Regions from separate parts of the Gossypium hirsutum genome. Here region 2 is linked to region 1. Evidence: chromatin contacts called from public Hi-C data. All regions are on one chromosome and are shown on one strand. Each heading gives the region's core, a stretch centred on a gene start, on an enhancer-like site or on the middle of the called end of the contact. The rest is flanking DNA. Distances are from core to core; before and after follow the strand shown. Region 1 holds the start of LOC107909211 (CBL-interacting serine/threonine-protein kinase 21). Region 2 has its middle 3.1 kb from the start of LOC121220633.

The links. Hi-C and Micro-C count contacts between places; a contact is called where the count stands out from the background.
Region 2: a contact with region 1 is called in a Hi-C map of leaf, with 2.2 times the contacts expected there. The contact joins the enhancer-like site here to the promoter of LOC107909211 in region 1. A contact is called at or near these places in 2 of 34 Hi-C or Micro-C datasets (both in leaf).

Annotation. Positions count from the first base shown.
Region 1 is chrD08:19,720,288-19,725,373 of Gossypium_hirsutum_v2.1, reverse strand. LOC107909211 (CBL-interacting serine/threonine-protein kinase 21) reads left to right here and starts at 2,798. Exons shown (of 15, transcript XM_016836673.2): 1 at 2,798-3,253; 2 at 3,387-3,449; 3 at 3,532-3,603; 4 at 3,697-3,804; 5 at 3,898-3,969; 6 at 4,072-4,125; 7 at 4,276-4,401; 8 at 4,481-4,570; 9 at 4,649-4,774; 10 at 4,844-4,951; 11 at 5,042-5,086. The coding sequence starts at 3,092.
Region 2 is chrD08:19,998,612-20,003,951 of Gossypium_hirsutum_v2.1, reverse strand. No RefSeq gene overlaps it. Among protein-coding and RNA genes, the nearest start is that of LOC121220633, 3.1 kb to the right of the region's middle. Within about 2 kb of position 1,476, at least 5 of the 9 cell types and tissues checked have an H3K27ac peak or open chromatin away from gene starts, as enhancers often do. A contact at or near this core is called in leaf, where this site is marked.

The DNA.
Region 1 (5,086 bases), core at 1,549-4,048:
GAAAAGTGATCTTGATTCTTCACCTTTTTAATTTAAATTTCATGAAAACCGAAATCAAGCCATTATTCAAATTCAGTAAGTAAAGCGATAGACGTAATTTCTAAACAACAATTTGCTTGTACAAAATAAGAAACTTTTTTGAAAAATTTAAGGAGAAATAATTGAAAATTTTGGAGTTAAAACTTGTTAGCACAACCTATTACAACTTTGCTGTTTAAATCTCCTTTGAGAAAAATCAAATGCAAGTTGATATTCTCTTTTCTAAAGTCAAACTTATATTGTTTAAGTTTGATTGTTTGTCTTCTACTTTAGTTTTATTTATTTTTTATATATTTTTCACAATACCATATCATTTATGTGAAACTGTTAATTTAAAAAAAAAACATGTCAAATCTTTATCAATTGATTTAACTTTAAGTTTAAAGATTATAATAATTTAAATACCACATTAAATATTTTCAAAATATAAAAATCACGTTAGACAAATACAATACCAAATAATAGATAATTTGATATATTCAACATTTTCAGAATACAAAAACAGCATTAAAATACTAAGTATCAAATCCCAAAGTATAATGTAATGCATTCAATACATACCCCCATAAGTCCGGCTCCACGCCTGATCCTATAAATCTAGATCGAATTTGGATTAGGAAATTTTAGTTTCGATCTGAGTTATTTATTAATTAAAAAATTAGTTAAATTTAATCATAGAAATATTTTTCTGAAATTGAATGAATAATAATTAATCAGAAACAATTTTAGAAAAGAAAACTTATCCGAGTTTAAATATAGTTGACCTTGCATAATTACGAATGAATATGTATATGAAGGATGAAATTCAAAAGCCGTAGCTAACTTTCATACCACACCTACATCCAAAGAAACATTGTGAACCTCATAACACCAACCCGATCAACCTGCCCACCCGTCAGCCAAACATCCTATGACTTGGGCTTTTGAAGAGTCGTACCATGTGATTGTGATCGTGCATGTTAACTCCTTCACAATTTATGGCTGCCGTTCTCCACCCCTAGGAGCTGTCTTCATTTTATGTTTTTGAGCTGTCCCTACATCCTTATAAATTTCAAGGAAATCTCAAATGTGGCTAATATTATTCCTCGAGAAATGGGTGTAGGGCATATTAGTATTTTCAATGATTTATGATCAGCTTGGTTGTACCCAAAAAAAAAAGCATCCATGTTCTGTTTACAAAAAATTCAATTGATAATACATTTATGATTACCACCTATATCATAATCATAAATCTTTTTTATTTACAAATTCAAAATAGAAATAAGAACAATTTCAAACTATTAATCAATCGAATAATATGAGAAATACGTTGAATATTTGACCGAAAACATGAAAGAGGAATTAAATTAAAGTAAAAAAGGAAATGAAATCATAGCAAAATGATGTGGTAATTGGGTTATTTGTCCTATATGCGCAAATCAAAATCGGACGGATCTTTACTCGAAGTAGAGCATAAACCTAAAAAAATTGAATAAAAATTTGATGAAACCCATTCAGAAACAAGAAAATGACATCGTGATTCGAATTGAATCCCAATAAAAAAATAGATGAATGAAAAGTTTGTGCGATAAGTTTAGCGAATTTTTTCAATATTATAGATTATAGGAAAACGGGCCAAAACTAACTAATCAATCATATCCTGTCGCACTGGAAATAATATTCTATATTAGATTTCTTATTGCTTTTGCTGTCAAATCGCCGATTATACCTTTATATACGTGGTTATTGGATACCCACGGGGAGGCCCATTACAATACTTGTATGCTTCTAGTCAGAATTTTATTAAAAATGGAACCATATGAATTAGTTCGGATCAATAAGGAATTATTAAGCCATGCGCATTCCATATTTTCTCCGTGATTGATAATAGTGGGTACAATGCAAATAATTTATGCAGCTTCAACATCTCTTGATCAACAGAATAAAAAAAAGAATAGTCTATTCCTCCGTATCTCATATGAGTTTTATAATTATAGGAAGTGATTCGATAACTGATACGGGACTCAACGGAGCTATTTTACAAATAATATCTTATGGCTTTATTGGTGTTGCATTTTTTTTTCTTGGCAGGAACGAGTTATGATAGAATACATCCTGTTTATCTCGACGAAATGGGCAGAATAGCCATTTCGGTTCCAAAAATATTTTCGATGTTCAGTATCTTATCCATGACTTCTCTTGCATTATCGGGGATGAGTGGTTTTGTTGATTTTGAAAACTGAAATGAGCAAAAGAAAATATAATTTTGACAGGGGTCTTGTTCATGGCATTCAAGTTAATCCTCCAAGTTCTATTGATGCCTTCTCTTTAGAGTTCACAATGATCGAATCAAAAGAGTTGGGCTGGTCCTGAAATGTGAGAAATGTGATCGGAATTAAAAAAAGGAAAAATTCATTATCAAATCTCGCACCAACTACTATATCTTATGATTGAGGATTTGCATAAAAAGCAGTGAAGAAGAAAATGACGAATACCGAAAACAAAGAAGTAATGGTAAGGCAGGAATAAAAAAATTCAAGTAGAAATATAAAAGATGGGGAGCACATTTAAATCATGGCAGTTCTAATCCAAGACCAAGTTGAGACTAAAGATTGGGAAAATAAAAGCACGCCAAAGAAACTGTAGGTTTGACACAACGGCTAACTTCCATTCAATTTCAAAACACGCAAACTTCAGTCTCACCAACCAGCCGTCTCATCTTCCCTTCCATGCAATGTGAAGCTCAAGCAAAGTTTTCAACCACTTCATAGGTTGAGGACAATATTATTACACTTTAAGAATTATAATACTTCTCATATCTATTAGGCTTTTTAAGAACACGCAGACATGAAAGTAGCCAATAAAACGCATCTGTTACGACCTTCCAACTTAAGCCAAATCAGATTTGTTTTTACAACAGATTTGAAGCATACAGGATACAAGGAACATCTTCAAGGAGTTTAGGAGGAACAACTGATTGTTTCTCTCGGAACAGGGGCAAGGATTGAGATTGCTTGTTTTTCTGAGGCTTACAGGAGAAGATTAGATTTGACTTTCGTTTTCGAAATATACTATGGGGCTTGCAACAACTATAGGTAAATATCAGCTAGGTAGAACTATTGGAGAAGGTACCTTTGCCAAGGTCAAGCTGGCTGTGGACACCACCAACGGTCATCACGTTGCCATCAAGATTATCGATAAGGCCATGGTGCTGGAAAGCAATCTCAAGTATCAGGCGAGTATCCAGCCTTTGCTTTGTTATATGTCTTCTTGTCCTCCATCCCCGGCTCCAACCTGACAAATATACCAAAAGATATATATATATATATATATATATTGCAGCTAACAAATCAATACTCAAATTTCAGGTACAAAGCGAGATACGGACCATGAAGCTTCTACATCACCCCAATGTTGTAAGAATACATGAGGTATGTTTTTGTTTTCTGGATTGATCTACTGGTACCAATTCTTGCACCCTAATATATCGTTAGAGGTGAATTCTGGTTGCAGGTTATTGGCTCCAAGACGAAGATATACATAATAATGGAGTACATATCAGGAGGGCAACTTTCAGACAAATTGGTAAGACTTGTCAGACTGCACCACGGATTCAATAAAGTTTTGGTGTAAAGCTTTTCAATTTACAATTTTAATCCTTTTTCCCTTACTATACAGTCTTATGCCAAAAAATTGAGTGAACCAGAGGGAAGAAAAATTTTCCAGCAATTAATAGATGCAGTAGACCATTGCCATGGAAAAGGAGTCTACCACAGAGATCTAAAGGTATGTCTAACATACAGTTTTTCTACCTTCACAAATGAGCAAGGAAAGGTCACTTAAACCAATTAACATTTGGAACCAATCGTTTCTATACAGCCAGAGAATTTGCTTTTGGACAGTAAGGGAAACCTTAAAGTAACTGATTTTGGACTGAGTGCTTTGAGGAAGGTAGCCACAGCCTTTCTATTTACTTAAATAAATTTTCATCAGTTCTGATTAATTCCAAACCATTATTGTGGAAATTTGGCTAAAAGTTCACGTGAAGTGCAGCCAGGAGATATGCTAACTACAGCGTGTGGCTCGCCATGCTACGTAGCACCAGAGGTAAGACATATCACTTCCTGTTCATTTGTTCTAAACTGTTTAAATTAACAAGAGAACAGAAGTACGTAGAGAATTATAGACCAACAGCTAACTGTTCTTTAAGAAAGCAATCTTACCAGATTAGGCTGATGATTCATTTTTTGGTGATAGCTACTTGCAAATAAGGGCTATAATGGAGCAGCTGCTGATATTTGGTCTTGTGGTGTCATCCTTTTCGAACTACTTGCTGGCTACTTACCATTTGATGATCGTAATCTTGTTGTTTTATACAAGAAGGTATGCATCTGCATATAGAAAAATAACCTTCATCAGGTACAATAAGGTACCTTTCGCTGATGTTTCTACTTCTGCGAAGATATCTGGAGCACAATACACATGTCCGCCATGGTTTACAGGACCTCAGAGGAAGCTGATTGCGCGAATACTTGATCCGAATCCAAAAAGGGTATTAACTCCAAGACAATCTATGAGATAAGATTTCCAAATTAAAAACAAAATAATAATTTCTCCTTATATTATACAGAGGATAACAATTCCAGAAATCACTGAAGATGCATGGTTTCAAACAGATTATACGCCTTCGTGCGGCTATGAATACGAAGAGAAAATAGACCTGGATGATGTTAGTGTCACCTTCGATACAGTTGAGGTAAAGTCTGTAATTGGTATCAACAGAAAGAGTTTCAAGCTTCATCTAAACATCTAAAATACCATGCAGGAACAAAACGCAGAGATGAAGACCCAGAAATTCTCAAATTTCATAAATGCATTTCAATTGATAGCAATGTCACATGATCTGGATTTATCAGGTCTCTTTGAAGGGCAGGCAAGTCTGTTAAATCAAAATCAACATTCACAACAGACAAGTATTCTTAGTTCATTCCTACATTAAGTAAACTATTGTTTTCTTACACAGGATGGCAAAAGGCAGAGAACCACAATTGGATCCAAGCATACAGTT
Region 2 (5,340 bases), core at 227-2,726, 280 kb before region 1:
AACCGTAAGGCCTAAATCCATAATCCCTAAACCGCCAATGCGTTGAAAGCTCAACAAAAAAAAATATTGTTTTGCTTAACAATTTACGACGTTTTTAAAAAAGCGCTGCTAATTCTTGAATTTTGCGGCGTTTTTTTAAAAGCGCCACTAATGTCTCTAAACCTCCACAAGAAAACGATGCCGTTTGCTTAAATATTTTTGCGGCGCTTAACATTAAGCGCCGCTAATGTACCTAAACCTTAACAACAAAATGCTGCCGTTTACTTAAAAATTTTTGCGGCGCTACCGTAAAAGCGCCGCTAATTATTGAATTTTGCGGTGTTTTTAGCTAAGCACCACTAATATCTCTAAAATCTAAAAAAGAAACGTTGTCGTTTGCCTAAAACTATTACCGCTAATGCTTGACATTTGCGGCGTTTTTAGCAAAGCACCACTAATGTCCCTGAGCACAACAGAAAACAATGGCGTATGCTTAAAACTTTTTGCGGTGCTTCAAATGATTGACTTCAGCGGCGATTTCTTTAAAGCGCCACTATTGTGTCTAAAACTCAATAAGAAAACTACGTTGTTTGGTAAAATCTTTTGTGGCGCTTCAGGAAAGCGCCGCCACTAGTGTCCCTAAAGACGGTGTATGCTTAAAACATTTTCCGGCGCTTCCTCTGAAGCGTCGCTAATGATTGACTTCAGCGGCGCTTTCTTTAAAGCGCCACTATTGTGTCTAAAACTCAACAAGAAAACGACGTCGTTCGGTAAAAAACTTTTGTGGCGCTTTGGGAAAGCGCCGTTAATACATGATCTTTTGCGGCGTTTCCTTATAAACGCCACTAATGTCATCAAACGCAAATCAAAACGGCGTCGTCTGTTAATCAGTTTTGTTGCGCTTCTGTAAAAGCGCCGCTAATGCTTCACTTTTGCAGCGTTTTGTTTAAAGCGCCATTAATGTCTTTGAAGCTGACCAAGAAAACGGTACCGTTTACCTAACTCTTTTGCGGCGCTTTTGGGAAATCGCCGCTGTTGCTTATAATTTGCGGCGTTTTTTAACACTCGTAGCTATTGCTCGGTTTTTTGCGGCGTTTTGTGTTAAAACGCCACTATAGACGCCGCTAAAGGCCTCTTTTGGTGTAGTGAGTCTTACATCTAAAAGTAACAAATATTATATTATATATATATATTTATAAAGAGAGAGAAAATAGAAAATATATAATATAACAGTATTTTATTTGTTATATAATGTTTGCGACAGTATCCAACTCTTCGAAATACTATCAAATTTACATTGGGCGTCTTAATTAATACCTATAACACTCAGAGTCCCATTTTTGACGAAATCATTGATAGCAATATAGGATGGGTGATTGTGGATGAATATTGATTGTGTTAGATGTGGGGGAATTGGACCACAGACACAAGGGACGCTGGTGCACGTGAAGGCCATGAGGGGTTGACCCATCTCCATGCCTGAACCCCGGCCCCTTGATAGCTACCGCACATGCCACTTGCGAACCCGATATTTTTCACCCCATCTATCCCCAACCAATCCATCACAACAGAGAAACCAAGAAATTTCTTCACTCCAGACGAGGCCTTTTTTCACTCTTTAATCCACAATGAAAAACCTACAATATTAGCTTCAATCTCCAATATCCTCTTGGTGGTTAACCTGTTATAATCAATGTTGTTGATTATAAATTGTAAAATATATCTTTTTCTTTCCCCAACATAAATTATATTTTGCAACATGAACATAATAAAAATTTGTTCCAAATTCTAATTACATAAATGTATAACTATGTTAGCTTTTTATTTTTTTTTCTCATAGATGGAAGTTTGTATTTGTCTCCCTTTCACTTTGTTTCATAATTCACATGATGCTTGTTTATATGTACAGTATCATTTTTGTTTCCATATTAGTAATTAAAGATCTTTGAAACTCACGAAAACGATTTCTACTGTTGTGAAGTTTCATCTTTCTAATGTGATAGCTGTCTTTTTTAAGTTGGTCAACCTTGCTATTTAGTCATGCTTATCAGGAGAGGGTTACTTTTTTTTCCCTATTAATGGCTTTTTTTCATGTGCAGAATCACGTTCAAGTATATACTATCTTTTATGTATATGATTTTATAATTTAATTTAATTGGATGATCGATTATTAGGTTGGCCCCAACATTATTAATTGTTGGAGTGTTCTGTACTTAAAATAAGAGTGGAATGAAAAACGGGGGTGGGAGGGGGGGGGCAATTGTGAGTCCATTTGAACGTGTGCGTTTTCACTGCACTCAGAACTCCCCTCCAATTCTCTCTTAAGTTCTTCTTGAAGATTTAAATCGAAGGAGATAATCTAAAGTTATTTTTCAATCTGAGAATTAGTTTTTTTGTTAAAGGTTGACCGAACTTGGAATTTACGAACATAGAGCATAGTTTTGTCTACTCTATCCTGTCTATACATATCGGAGTTGTCGGTTGCTTTCAGAAAATCAAAATTTAGGAACTTGGAAATGCATGGTCCTTACAGAATTGTAGCCACTAGTTCTAAACTCTTGCAATTATGAAATCGAAATATCCTGCCTAAAATTTTAGTGGATTTTTCCTGAAATCTCAATTGTTCAACAAATCGCCTTTTATGTCTTAAGACAACTTTAATTTTTATACATGGATCCAAGAAACAAGACATGAAAATGGTGTCGGAAAATAGCGGATATAGCCAAACCCACTAACAATCCATTGCTGGCATGTTTTTTAAATTTTGATACCAATTCCAACTTCATGGTTGTTGGATATATCCTTTTAAAAGTTAAACATAGAAGAACAAAATACTATTTTCAAAATACTGGAGCAGAGCAAGCAAAAACTAGAAACTACTCGCTCCATATTTGCCTTTCTGATAAAAACAACACCCCCTCCCCTTCCCCTTCCACCCTTCCCCTCGGGCTTTGCCTACACTGTTGAAGAAATGAAAAATTCTCTGTTCAAAGTGGATCAATTTAAAATTTATCTAACAGTTAAAATTTTACCATCCCTGCATGGAATGCACTTGCATGGATGAACAGCAATGAAAGCAGGCCATGGAAATACTAGACTCCCTTCTATGGTAATGATGAATGTATTAAAGATATTGATGTCGTAGAATTTGTGTTTATTAATAGTTATAGAGACTTTAATTGTATGTGGTTCAGTTGTTACATGTAGTGTTCAAACATCACTCGGAACAAATTGTAGTGATAGTTGAAGTGCAGTAAGTTTTGTTGGTATTTATGACTTGATTTATCATTTTTTTTTATTTTCTATCAACAAATTATCATTGATATATGCTTCAAATGATTATACTTTTACTAGAAAGATTCGCTTGATCTTTGGCCATATATGAGAATGAAGAGTGTTTGATGGGAAGCAAAATTTATCCTTATTCTTTAAAGTCTTTGACTTAAGTCTTATTCGTCGGTAAAGTCTTATTTGAATATTGCTTATTGTTGAAGGCTTTGTTTCCCTAGTCAAAATAGACATTTTTGTGTAAATAATTCCTTTATTTTAAATGTTGATTTATCTACTCAGCTACTAAGAGAAGGTGCTAATCTTAGCCTATAAATAGACTACTTCGAGGCTTCTTGGTGAGCATCCTTTCGAGTGCTTATGTGAGAATTTTCTTTGTTTTCAATTTTATTTAATGTATATTGTTGCACTATTGTATTTAGATCTTTCTTGAAGAGTAATAATTGATAAGTGCTAAAATTAACATGTTTTAATCTCATTTTTAATGCGTTTTTGGGTGATTATTCGTTGTTAATTATGAATTTTATGTTCTCAATCCTTTAAATTCATGTTTTTATACTTAACAGAGAATTTGAGAGCAAAAGGAGTGAAAACTAGAAAATCAGAGCAAGCTACACGAGCCACACAGGATGACCCATTCCACAAGGCTGTGTCAATTTCGTAGATTTGCACTTTGAAATGCGGAAAAACGTGATTTTTAGGTTTTTCGGGTATTCTAAGATGTATATGTGACAAAAATAAGAAGATGGGAGAGAACCATCATAGAATATTTAAGAAAACAACTCTAAAAACACCATTGAAGCCAATTCTAAAGTAGATTTCTATCAAGATTGAAGATTTCCATTTGATTTCTTAGGAGACTATCATGAGTTTCTTTATTTCTTTCAGTTATACTGTATCTTGGATGCTTTTATTTTCAAGCATGAACTAATTTTCTAAATACCTAGGGAGATGAACCCTAGGATGGATTCTGTCGTTTGATTTTTATTTTACGCAATAAATATTTAGTTTCTTATTCTCAACTATGTGTGCTTAATTATTTGTTTAATATTTCTAGATTTTTTATCCATGTTTGATGTGCTTAAATCAGAGGAGGAATAGACCCTGTTGCAGAGTAGATCTTGCGTAATTGAGTGGAGTTGCAGGCAACCCTATAAATAGAACAACATAAATCTACCAGATTAGAGTCAAATCTAACAAGGGAATCCATAGCACGAGTTAATGTGATAATAGGGATGTTAATTAGAAAGAAATTTCAATTAATCAACCTAGAGTCAGTTGCTCTTACTCTCGAAAGATATATTAGCATAATTCAGGGATTTCTACGGATCAAGTTACTAAGTAAAGAAATTGCGTAATTTAGATTGATAGTGACAGGTGAAGTCTATGTGAAGTCTTTATTGGGTATTGTTTTGCTTTTTGGTTGTTACTTGGTTATTTTCCTGTTTTGCTTTTTTTCGTGTTCGTTAGTTAGTGAAGTTAGTTATTTTTAGTTTTTAATGAATCACTTGAATTATTTGGTTATAATTATTAGTACTTTTTGTCTTCGTGAAAATGATATTTTTACTCACTATAGCTATACTATTAATTGATAGGTGCACTTGCCTTAGTCAAATTTTTAGGTAGTTTCATGGACATCATGTTTTTGGCGCCGTTGTCAGGGACTAGAATATTAGGAAAACTTTATTTCTATTAATTTTGCCATTTTTTATTTTTAATTTTAATATTCTTTTAATTTAATTGTTACATTTTAATTTATCTTTAGTTTGATTCTTACAATTTTTTTGGTTTTTGACTAGAGGCAACCCATTGGAACCATTAGTTTTTACAGTGAGATCAAAAGACTGCTCGCAGAAATTTGAACGAAGTTAGAGAATCAAGACAAGGTCAACAGATTTGAATAGAAGATCAAGAGCAAAAGGATATTACAATGGAGATGGATGATAATCAAAATAATCAGCAACCTCCTGCATGTCCTGCTCATCGAACTATGTATGAATATGCTAAGCCCACTCTGATTGGGGCTGAATTGAGTATTGTCAGACCAACTGTTGCTACAAAAAATTTTGAGAT